2 separate regions of the Mus musculus genome follow, and region 1 is linked to region 2. A link is a contact called in public Hi-C data. All regions are on one chromosome and are shown on one strand. Each heading gives the region's core, a stretch centred on a gene start, on an enhancer-like site or on the middle of the called end of the contact. The rest is flanking DNA. Distances are from core to core; before and after follow the strand shown.

The links. Hi-C and Micro-C count contacts between places; a contact is called where the count stands out from the background.
Region 1: a contact with region 2 is called in a Hi-C map of B cells, with 6 read pairs. The contact joins the promoter of Ppwd1 here to the promoter of Cdk7 in region 2. A contact is called at or near these places in 1 of 39 promoter capture datasets (cranial neural crest) and 1 of 484 Hi-C or Micro-C datasets (B cells).

Annotation. Positions count from the first base shown.
Region 1 is chr13:104,225,863-104,230,845 of GRCm38.p6, forward strand. Ppwd1 (peptidylprolyl isomerase domain and WD repeat containing 1) reads right to left here and starts at 2,982. Exons shown (of 11, transcript NM_172807.4): 1 at 2,744-2,982. The coding sequence starts at 2,939. Cenpk (centromere protein K) reads left to right here and starts at 3,104. Exons shown (of 10, transcript NM_001377093.1): 1 at 3,104-3,140; 2 at 4,867-4,983. The coding sequence starts at 4,901.
Region 2 is chr13:100,728,651-100,734,129 of GRCm38.p6, forward strand. It overlaps Cdk7 (cyclin-dependent kinase 7), which reads right to left and starts at 2,292. Exons shown (of 12, transcript NM_009874.3): 1 at 2,124-2,292; 2 at 1,808-1,867. The coding sequence starts at 2,189.

The sequences.
Region 1 (4,983 bases), core at 1,732-4,231, 3.5 Mb after region 2:
GTTTTTGATAACTGTGAATGGTTCTGGCTTAATATGAATGTGTAAAGAAATATAAAGCTTTACGGAAATGATTTCTATAACCATATAGAAACTAGTAGTAAGTGTTAATGTAACAAAAGCTGACAGCTATTTGTAAGATGTATGTTTAAAGACATTATTCCTCTATTAAAGAGTCAGTATAAAGACCTGAAACATAAAAACAAACAAAACACTTAGCTGTTTATAGTTGAGAAAATCCTAGCAAATCTACTTGAGTGCCTTTCAGATAGTTTTCTAAAGTATAACACCTAGAAAAATGGAAAATCGATGATCATCAAAAAAAAAATCTTAATTTTATGATGAGCCATGATCAATTTTTAGAAAATGCACTGTTTCCAAATAAAAAGATCAAACTTGCCTATATAAAGCTAGCAAATTAAACATGACCAACTATTAGGTTCTTGTTACTGCTATGTGGCACACTCAAAATTATGTATGACAAATTGCTTTTCAAATTTTTTTTAGTAACAGAATCCCCATTTTTATGTGTGCCTAGTAAAATTTTCTTAAAATGGCCTTTCTTGGGTTCTTGTAGTAACTGTATAGTAAGGGTTAGGATTAGCATTTTGTGATAATATACGTATATGTATATAAACACACACACATATATACATACACATTCTTAAAAAGTTTTCCTTTCTTCCCTTCTTCAGTTTTTCAGCTTGGAGCTAGGTATTAATTAGGATTACAGCATTAATTCTAAGAGCCCAGGACAATGAAAATGAGGGCCATATACCAGTCATCTTAGGGCAGGACGTGCCTAGGAACATTGGAGTCACACCAATCCTGGGCTGCTTATTTCATAAAAGTGGTACTCCAGTATCTTTTTAATGCTGTTGTTTATTGGAATTTTCTGTAGTGAATATTTTCCTATATTCCAGATTGCTTTTGTTGTTCACTAATTCATTTAAATATATTCAAGGGAACATGCACAGAAAGAAGAGAAAGACATAATTATTTTCCTTAGGAAATAGTTTATTTTAAGACAGGCAAGATGGCTCCGAGTAACAATGCTTGCCTCTGGCAACCTGAGTTCAATCTTTGGAATCCACACAAAGGTGGATGTAGAGAACCAACTCTACAAGGTGACATTGTCCTCTGCCCTCCACTCTTGTACTAAGTATAAGCGTTCCCACCTCTCTGGTCCCACCAACACATAATATACCTGACACCCACATAGTATACATGCCTGCAAAACACCCTTACACATAAAATAATAGTAATAATAATAATAAATGTTTAAAAAATAGCTTAACTCAAAGTACTATAAAACAACCATATATCATTGTGAACATATACACACAAAAGTCTAATCTTGCCTACATTTCCAAAAATTTTAAATCACTAAGCACCTGTCATCCTCCCTCAAACTCAAACTCCATTGGTTGGCTTAAAAAAAAAATCTGGCTAAGGGAAAAGATTTTTCACATGATATACCTATTCCTGTCCCAACTCTATTGTTCATAAGACACTTGTTTCCTATGTCAGCATTTCAAAGTTTGGTTTTTCTTTTTCATTTTGTTTCGTTTTCCTTCCTAAATTATCCTTCCATTCTTTCCACCTAAGCAGTTCTTGTAGTAATATTTAGGTGAAATAATAACAGCACAAATGTTATAAAATATTCATTTAAACTTGTATGCAAAACACTGTATTGAAGTGTTGGAGCCGAAAGTACAAGATCCTTGTTCTTACATGATTAGGCTAGTAGTGTTCAGGAAGTCACATGAGTAAACACACAACTACAAAAAGTAGTAAGTGCCTCGAAGGCAAAAGCAGGATTGGGCAGAAAAAGTAAGGAGCTAACTAAAGGGTGTCACTATCCAATGTTCAAAAAGCACTGACCTAAAACCTAGACCTGTTAAAAAGCTAGCATGGTTAAAGGAGAGAAATGACTCCAGATAGAGACACTTCACAGTATCTGGACAGGAACGTAGAGGAGCCCTTGCTCAAGGACAAGGTAGGGTTTTGAGAATGGACAGAATTGGGAGTCCTGCTTGGGGAAATAAAGAGAGACAAACTGCCTCATAATCCATGTTAAGGTGTTTGGGCTTTGTTCTGAAAATAAAAGATTTTTAAATAGTTCCACAGTCAGAATTGAGATTAACGCGTGAGCGAACGAACACACACACACACACAACCCTAAGACATTTATGAAAAAGTTCCTAGAACAGTCTTTAAAACAGTAAATATTATCTCTTTACCAAACTTTAATATTATAAAATCTTGTTATTATTCACGTTAGTGGCAAAACTTTACTATATTGTCTCGAGTATGGCTTCATATCCAGCTAGCTTAAGCAACTTCCCCTGAGTTTGAAAATTCATTACTAGACGAGTCAGGGTTGAAAGCTTAAGTGTTTATGATTCTGAGAGCTCCTTCCCACACCTGCTCAATCAATATTAGGAATTCCAACTTCACACAGCAGCTATGAGGTCAAAAAAAGCATCCAAACACAGAAATACAGACAAGCACTAGTTTGTATCATCTCTGACAGTCAGGAATCAACGGTGTTCCTTTTTTTTTTTTTTTTTTTAACACGCCATACTAACACCAATTCACTCTTTAGGGAGGAAATGCAGTGAAGATCGTCCGTTCTAAGTGCACAAACCCACAATCTCACTCCCGCCCGTGGGCGTGCTTGAGATCAACCCTCCCACTCGGCCGGAGTAGCCGTCCAGCTTGCTCGCGGGCTCTCCGCTGCTACCTTTCCTCTTCTTGGCAAGGGTTGCCTCCACCGGTAAAGGCCCGACCCAGCGCTCTTCATTCTCATCATCATTTTCTTCGCTCCCCGCCACTGCCAGGGCCGGTTCTCGCTCGCTCAGTTCCGTTTTTTCTGATCCCTCTGGGTCTCGGCGCCTTCTCCTCCTCAGCTGCGAATCGCTCCCACTCTCGGTCGCCATGTCGTCCGAGGCGTTAGAAGAGACGCGACGACCGAGTGAACTAGGTTTCCCCGAGCCGCGGCGCAGCTTTTGTCCGTCAGCTGCCGGAAGCGCTTTTTGATTGGCTGCGGTGGGCGCAGCTGGTCCAATCAGCGAGCAGCGCGCGTAAACAGCGCGGCTTGGCTGTGTTGACGAGAGCGCTGAGGAGGCCGGAGGACTGAAGTGAGTTGAAACCGGCTCTGACTGGCAAAGGCCCCAGTTTTCTGTCAAGGAGGATGGCAGCTCGCGGGTTTGGGGGACCCAGGTACCCCCTAGATCGGACGCTTACGCCTTACGAACTGGAGGTCTCGCGCTTCTCGGCCTCTCGGGCCAATGCTGTTCTAGAACCTACCTGTTTTTTCCCGAAAAAGCCGAGGGGCGGGGTTGGAAGGAACTTTTTGTTAAAAAGAATGAAGTAGATTTCTATCAGCTAAACTATATATTGAAATTACTGTAATTTATAAGGTGGCCTCCCATTTAGAATATTCTTTTTGACTTGGAATGTGTATGTATGTGACGCGAGAAATTCACGAAGGGCCTGCGTGTTACGTTCCCGCGTCTCCACCTGCCTGCTCTATGTTTGACGATTAGCATATAGTCTATGAGCCTTTGCTATTTCTGGATCTTTATATTTCTGTATAGGTCTAGAATTTCCTCATCAAGTGCGACAGAGTTTTTGTCGCCTTTAAGATGTTAATTAAGATAAAAGAGGACAATTTGGGGGGAGTTGACATCTTCGCGTTATTGACACCTTTAACCTAGGAGCATGCTACCGTGTTCTGTCTATTCCAACAACAAAGCTGCATCCTGTACCACTTCTCCGTTGGTAATTTACAGGTTAAGCAATTTAAGACTTAAAAATTCCTTATGAGTAAAAAAATACATTGGGGCGGTGTTTATTCTGATTTACATCTGATGTTGTAAACTACAGGTCCTCTCTACATCCTTAAAATTACCTAACTGTACCTCATGATACACTATCATCTTTACAACAGCCATCTAGTAACCTTGCCCTGGATGACTATATTCATTAATATGCTATCTTTTGTTGTTTTAATTGGGCCACTAGTTAGTAATTTAAAGTGGGCTACTATCCAAAGTTGCTTTATATTCTTTGAGTTTTCTTAAAGACAAAAACAAAAAACAAAAAAAACCAACATTCTGTAACCTTTCCCCCTCTCCTCTTAAAATTTTGTTTGTAAACCTTATAGCCTTTATGTGATAAGCTATTTCTCTGAACCCTGACCCCTTCTGAGATAGGATTTTTCTTTTATGTCCTGACTGTCCTTGAAAGGACAGAGATTCGAATGCCTCTGCTTCTGCTTCCCAAGTGCTGGGATTAAAGGCAGGGGTCACACCACCTGGCTGTATCTGCTCTTAAAATTCAAATTCCTTGATACTTCCTCACAGTGGATCACCTTAGGTTCCATTTCACTTAGTTGGAAGAAGTAATTCAAACACACCTTCCACAAGCTCTTACCAATACATCTCCTCACCTACCTGAATTTTGCACTCTTGTTTTTCTACTGACTCTCCTGTTACAATGGAACTTTTTAAAATTTAAATCCATTCTTCATTAGGTGGACACTTAGTTGATTACATATCTGGGCTATTGTGAATGGTGCTATAGTAAACAAGATTGTAAACATCTTTTTAACATGCTAGTTTCCTTTGGATATATATCTAATAGTGGAATTACTGGATCCTGTGGTAGTTCTGTTTCTAATTTTTGCTAACATCCATACTCTTTTTTTTTTTTTAATAATGGCTATATGAAAATATTCCCTCCAACAGGTGCGTGTTCATGTTTCTCTTTTGATAAAAAGGACTTTTTGTTTTTTTAGTCACTCCTACATTCAGCAGATAGTTGTTTAATGCATGTGTCTTTTTTTTTTTTTTTTAACGTTAGTAGTTGCAGTAAGGTGAAGAAAACTATAAAGGATATGTCAGAGAATAAACAAGAAGTACATCCAGATACTATTACAGATGTGGAAGCTGTTATAGATACAGAGGAAGAACTTATTAA
Region 2 (5,479 bases), core at 1,042-3,541:
CACCAGTGCCCGACATTTTTGTTTGTTTGTTTGTTTTCTGTAGCTGTCTTCAGACACCAGGAGAGGGCACTGGATCTCATTACAGATGGTTGTGAGCCACCATGTGGTTGCTGGGAATTGAACAATGATCCTCTGGAAGAACAAGCAGCTGAGCCATCTCTCCAGCCTTTTACTTTCTATTTTGAGACGGGGTGGGGTCTTACTAAATTGCCTGTGCTAGCCTTGAAACTTACTCTTTAGCTCAAGAAGGTCCTGAACTTTATGTATATATGTCTTTAAGGGTGCACAAATGTAGGTGTAGGTATGTATGTTTGTGTGTGTGCACATGCAGGTTAGAGGCCAACTCAGATGTTTTTCCTCAGACACTGTCCACCTTGTTTCTGTGAGAAAGTGTCTCTCACGGGCATCTACCACGTAGGAAATGCTACATGGAGGCAGCCTCTGGGATTTGTCTATCTATCTCTACCTCCCCAGTTCTGGAAAATGCTACCATTTGATTCTCTTGCTTCAGCCTTTGGAGTCGCTGGGCTTACAGAAATAGGCCACCACGCCCAGCCAAGGCACTTGCTACCAAGCAAGGTCTCAGTCCCTGGAACCTACAAGGCATAGAGAGAGGCTCTCTCTGCAGTTGTCCTGGATCCTGCATATGCCCTGTGGCACACAAGCGCCCCCACCTGAAAATATTAATACAAAAATAATGTCTTAAAATAAAACAATGATAGTAACAGAATCACTGAAAAGACAGCAAGCCAAATACTAAATGAATGAAAAGGGGAGGCTGCCAGATGCGAGTGTAATTCTCCATACTTCAAAGGAATTGTGAGATTACAAAGGAAACAACAGATTCAAAGAAGCACAGAAATACAGAGCTCAACCACAACAGGCCCTGAGTTCTATTCGGAGTCGCAGAGTCACCATGAGCTGGCTATAGATGTCAGCAGAGGAACGAAGCTCAACCAACTGCTCTGTTCTAATGCCTCCACATTCCTAGCTGTGCGACCCTCAAGTCATCTAACTAGCCTCAGGTACCTCAAAGGGGAGGCAAAGACACTTTACCTATTTCACGGACTATTTGGAGGTTAAGTGGGGGAAGAAAAAAAAAATAGTCAAAAGTGTTTGGCACACAGGAAATTATATCAGGGTGTTGTTAATGAATTTAAGTTTTAAGAATACTTAAATCTTTCTAGAAATTACACTATTATCAGTATTGCTGATGCCAATGAAAACCTTCGTGTATAGATAACACACCTTTAACAACCTTTGACATGGAAAGACCATGCCATCCAAAAGGACTGAAGAGACGCTGTCCTTGCCTCCATAGCCAACAACCAACTTTTAGGGGATGAAACGTTTTAACTTGAACAAAAACTGTTTCAGCCCGAGTTCCATCTTGAAACACAGGATACTAATAAATACTACTGTCTATAGAGTTCTTGTAACTCCTTCAATCAGTGTGACTGTGAGCAGTAAGATGAAGCCGAAGGTAGCCCATGTCTGTAATGCCCGGCACTCGGGAGGCAGAGGCAGAAGGATTTCCACGAGTTGGGAGACCAATCTGGACTCCATAGCAAGACTATCTCACAGACAGCCATCCATCAACTGTTAATGCACGGGCATTTACTCTCTAAGAGTTGCCTGGCGTGGTGGAGTACGCCTGCAAACCTGCAAACCCCCCAAACCCCCAAACACAAAGCAGAAGGGTTAAGGCTCGCAGCAAGTTCTAAATAGCGAGGTCCGTGCCAGCAAGGGCTACGTGGCAAGCAAGACGCAAAGACTGGAGAGGAAACAACATAAAAAGGCAACTCACTTTCTTAATGGCGACGATTTGGTTGGTGTTCTTGTCCCTGGCCTTATAGACCGTCGCAAACTAGAAAGGGGAACAGTAACAAAGTCGTAAGAGGTCTTTCTTTACCTGCTGGTTGGTTTTTGGCCCTTCCCCACCTCCCCCTTTTAAGAACAAAGAAGCCCTGATTCTGGAGGGGACTGGCCACGGCCTGCTACGTGGTCTGGAGGCCTCTTCTTCAGCAGGGAAGAAGCAATTCAGGGATGGTGACAAGGGGACCGAGCAGCCGGCGGTGGCCAGGCTGTGCCTGCCTGCGCGAGAACTCAGCCCCAGGCCTCACCTGTCCCTCTCCGAGGAAGTCCAGTTTCTCATAGCGCTTCGCTCGAGACTTCACGTCCACAGCCATGCGAGTGAGAAACCAGACCCGGGCACCCAAGCTAAGCCCTCCACCCCGCAGGAATTTAAAGCGTCCGAAAGCTGCCCAACAGCTACTTCCGGTCGCTGGACGCACACGACCTACGGGTCCCGCCCATACTTCCGCTGTGGGCGGGGCCAGTCCTACGGAAGCTGAGTTGGGCCGCGAACCCTGCCCTTCCCCGCTGCCACGTGCACACAGTACCCGGAAGCTGTGCTGTCCTAGACTGCAGTCAGTGTCCATTTGTTACTGGATTTTGTCTTTAACGTGGATTTTTTTTTTGCTTCCAAAGATGATAGGCCAGGGTTCTGACGTGGTATTTCTAAGTTCGGAATGTAGCAGAAGTGTAAGGGCTTGCCCTTGCAGCTGTCTTGCTTTGCGTTACTGTGTCGCCTGAGTCTCTATGGACACCAAACCCCTCCATTTGTTTTGTTTTGTTTTTCTTTTTGTGCATGTTTTTTTCCTCCCCCCCCCCCCCACTAATTTATTGACTTATTCTCTTTACATCCTGATCTCTGCCCCACTTCCTCCAATCGGGTACCCCTCCCCGTCCCACCCTCAAGTTCTTAAAGGCTGATTTATGAAGAAACAGGCCCAGGAAATCAAAACCAAGTCCTACTGAATGCTATAGAATGAGCCTTTGGTCTTATAAAAATTTGAAACTAATGATTTAAGAAAAACATACAGGGGCTGGTGAGATGGCTCAGCAGATAAAAGCACTGACTGCTCTTTGGAAGGTCCTGAGTTCAAATCCCAGCAACCACATGGTGGCTCACAAACACCTGGAATGAGATTTGACGCCCTCTTCTGGTGCATCTGAAGACAGTTACAGTGTAACTAGTTATAATAAAAAATAAATCTTAAAAAAGAAAAAGAAAAACATACAGAGCCTTTACACATAGTAACAGTGTTTGCTATGTAATTAATGATTTCACTTTAAGCCTAGCTGTCAATTACTGGCTCCAGCAATGGTTTCCTTTTGAGTCATATCTTTGTTTCCAGTTTGCAGGGTAGAGGGTGGTTTTGTTGAGGCCTCAATTCCCTGGTGGATTTAAGAATTGATCTTCGGGCTGGTGAGATGGCTCAGTGGGTAAGAGCGCCCGACTGCTCTTCCGAAGGTCCAGAGTTCAAATCCCAGCAACCACATGGTGGCTCACAACCATCCGTAATGAGATCTGACTCCCTCTTCTGGAGTGTCTGAAGACAGCTACAGTGTACTTACATATAATCAATAAATAAATCTTTTAAAAAAAAAAAAGGAAAAAAAAAAAAAGAATTGATCTTCGGCTGGGCAGTGGACTGGGAGGCATAGGCAGGCTGATTTCTGAGTTCCAGGCCAGCCTGGTCTACAGAGTGAGTTCCAGGACAGCCAGGGTTACACAGAGAAACCCTGTCTTGAAAAACCAAAAAAAAGAGTTGATCCAAGGGCTAGAGAGATGGCTCAACATATAAGAGCACTGACTGCATATTCCAAAGGTCCTGAGTTTAATTCCCAGCAACCATATGGTGGCTTATAAGATCTAGTGTCCTGTCATGCAGGCATACGTGCAAATAGAGGACTCCTGATCTCCAAGCCCCTTAATACTTTTGTTAATAAAATTTAAGAGATCCATGCAAGGTTCACCATATCAAACCAAAATTGGGGGCATAATGAAGTTTTGCATTAGACAGAAACTAATCTGACTTTCCAAGGAACTAGCAGCCAGTTCTCCCAAGCTGGCCAGTTTTAGGTAACATAAAGAAGTACTTTAACCCATATGAAAAAGTAAAGTAAGCGTAATTAAGCAATCGGATTCTCCCTCTACTGTTTCCTGTTCTTGTTCCATCCCTACACATCCCTGTCCTGCCAGGCATGGCAGTGCACTTCAGCACTGGAAACACAGGCAGGAACCTTGCAATTTCCAGGAAAGCCTGGCCTACAGTCACACACACACACACACACACACACACACACACACACACACACACACAATCTGTTATTGGTCATTGGGAGTTTTTTCTATAATCCTGGGTTGATTAATACTCAATTCATAAATCACAAAATTCTACAACTACATAACTAACCAGGTTATAATCAGAATCCTACATGCTACAATAAACATGTAGTTAGACTCCACAGTGCTGGGCTGGTGAAATGGCTCAGCGGGTAAGAGCACTGACAGCTCTTCAGAAGGTCCCGAGTTCAAATCCCAGCAACCACATGGTGGTTCACAACCACCATAATGAGATCTGACACTCTCTTCTGGTGCATCTGAAGACAGCTACAGTGTACTTACTTATACTAAATCTTAAAAAAAAAAAAAAAAACCCACCTCATTTAAGATGCAAACATGCCTTTAGTCCCAGCACTAGTGAGGCACAGGCAGGCAAATCTCTGTGAGCTTGAGGCCAGCCTGATTTATTCAGTAAACTTCAGGCCAGTCAGGAATACAAAGAAAGACCTTGTCTCAAAATAACTAAAAATTTTTTAACAAATATGTATTGATTCCTATATGTCAAACATTATTGTAGATCTAAAAATACCTTTTAACAAAATATCCCACTGTAGTGTAAGATAAAAATATAGGTCCAGACCATCTAAGTCTACATAGTGAGATCCTGTCTCAGAAAAAAGTTAAACATGAGGCATGATGGTAACTCTAAGAGGGACTGAGACGAAGACGGTGTTTTGCAGTTTTAAATAGGCCAGTGCAAGAAAGATACCACTGGACGTCCACTAAACATTAAAAATAGAATCAGATTAAAGTTTTATTATATTTATTGTGATTATGGTGGAGGTACCACAGTGACATTTTAAGTCAGGTCTTCAGGCTTGATGGTAATAGTTTCATCTCTCTGGCCCCAGATAATATTTTAAAAGGTTTCCTTTGGCTGCTAAGAGACCACACTATAGATAGAAGGGCAAGGAAAAGCAAGGCCTGTTGATATTGTGGTAAAACAGATGGCTTCACCAGATTGTTACCAATTTTGACCCCTAGCACATAAAAATCCACTAACAGGCTGACTCCAAAGTTCTGAGTTGGAGTAGCTGTCAATATGGCTATTTTTCTTTCTTTGCAACTGATATTTCTAAAAATAGAAATCTTAAGTGATATGTTGGAGATAGCAACAGAATACAAGGTCTAATTATTAAGATGCTAGTAAGGGGGCTGGTGAGATGGCTCAGTGGGTAAGAGCACCCGGCTGCTCTTCCAAAGGTCCGGAGTTCAAATCCCAGCAACCACATGGTGGCTCACAACCATCTGTAACAAGATCTGACTCCCTCTTCTGGAGTGTCTGAA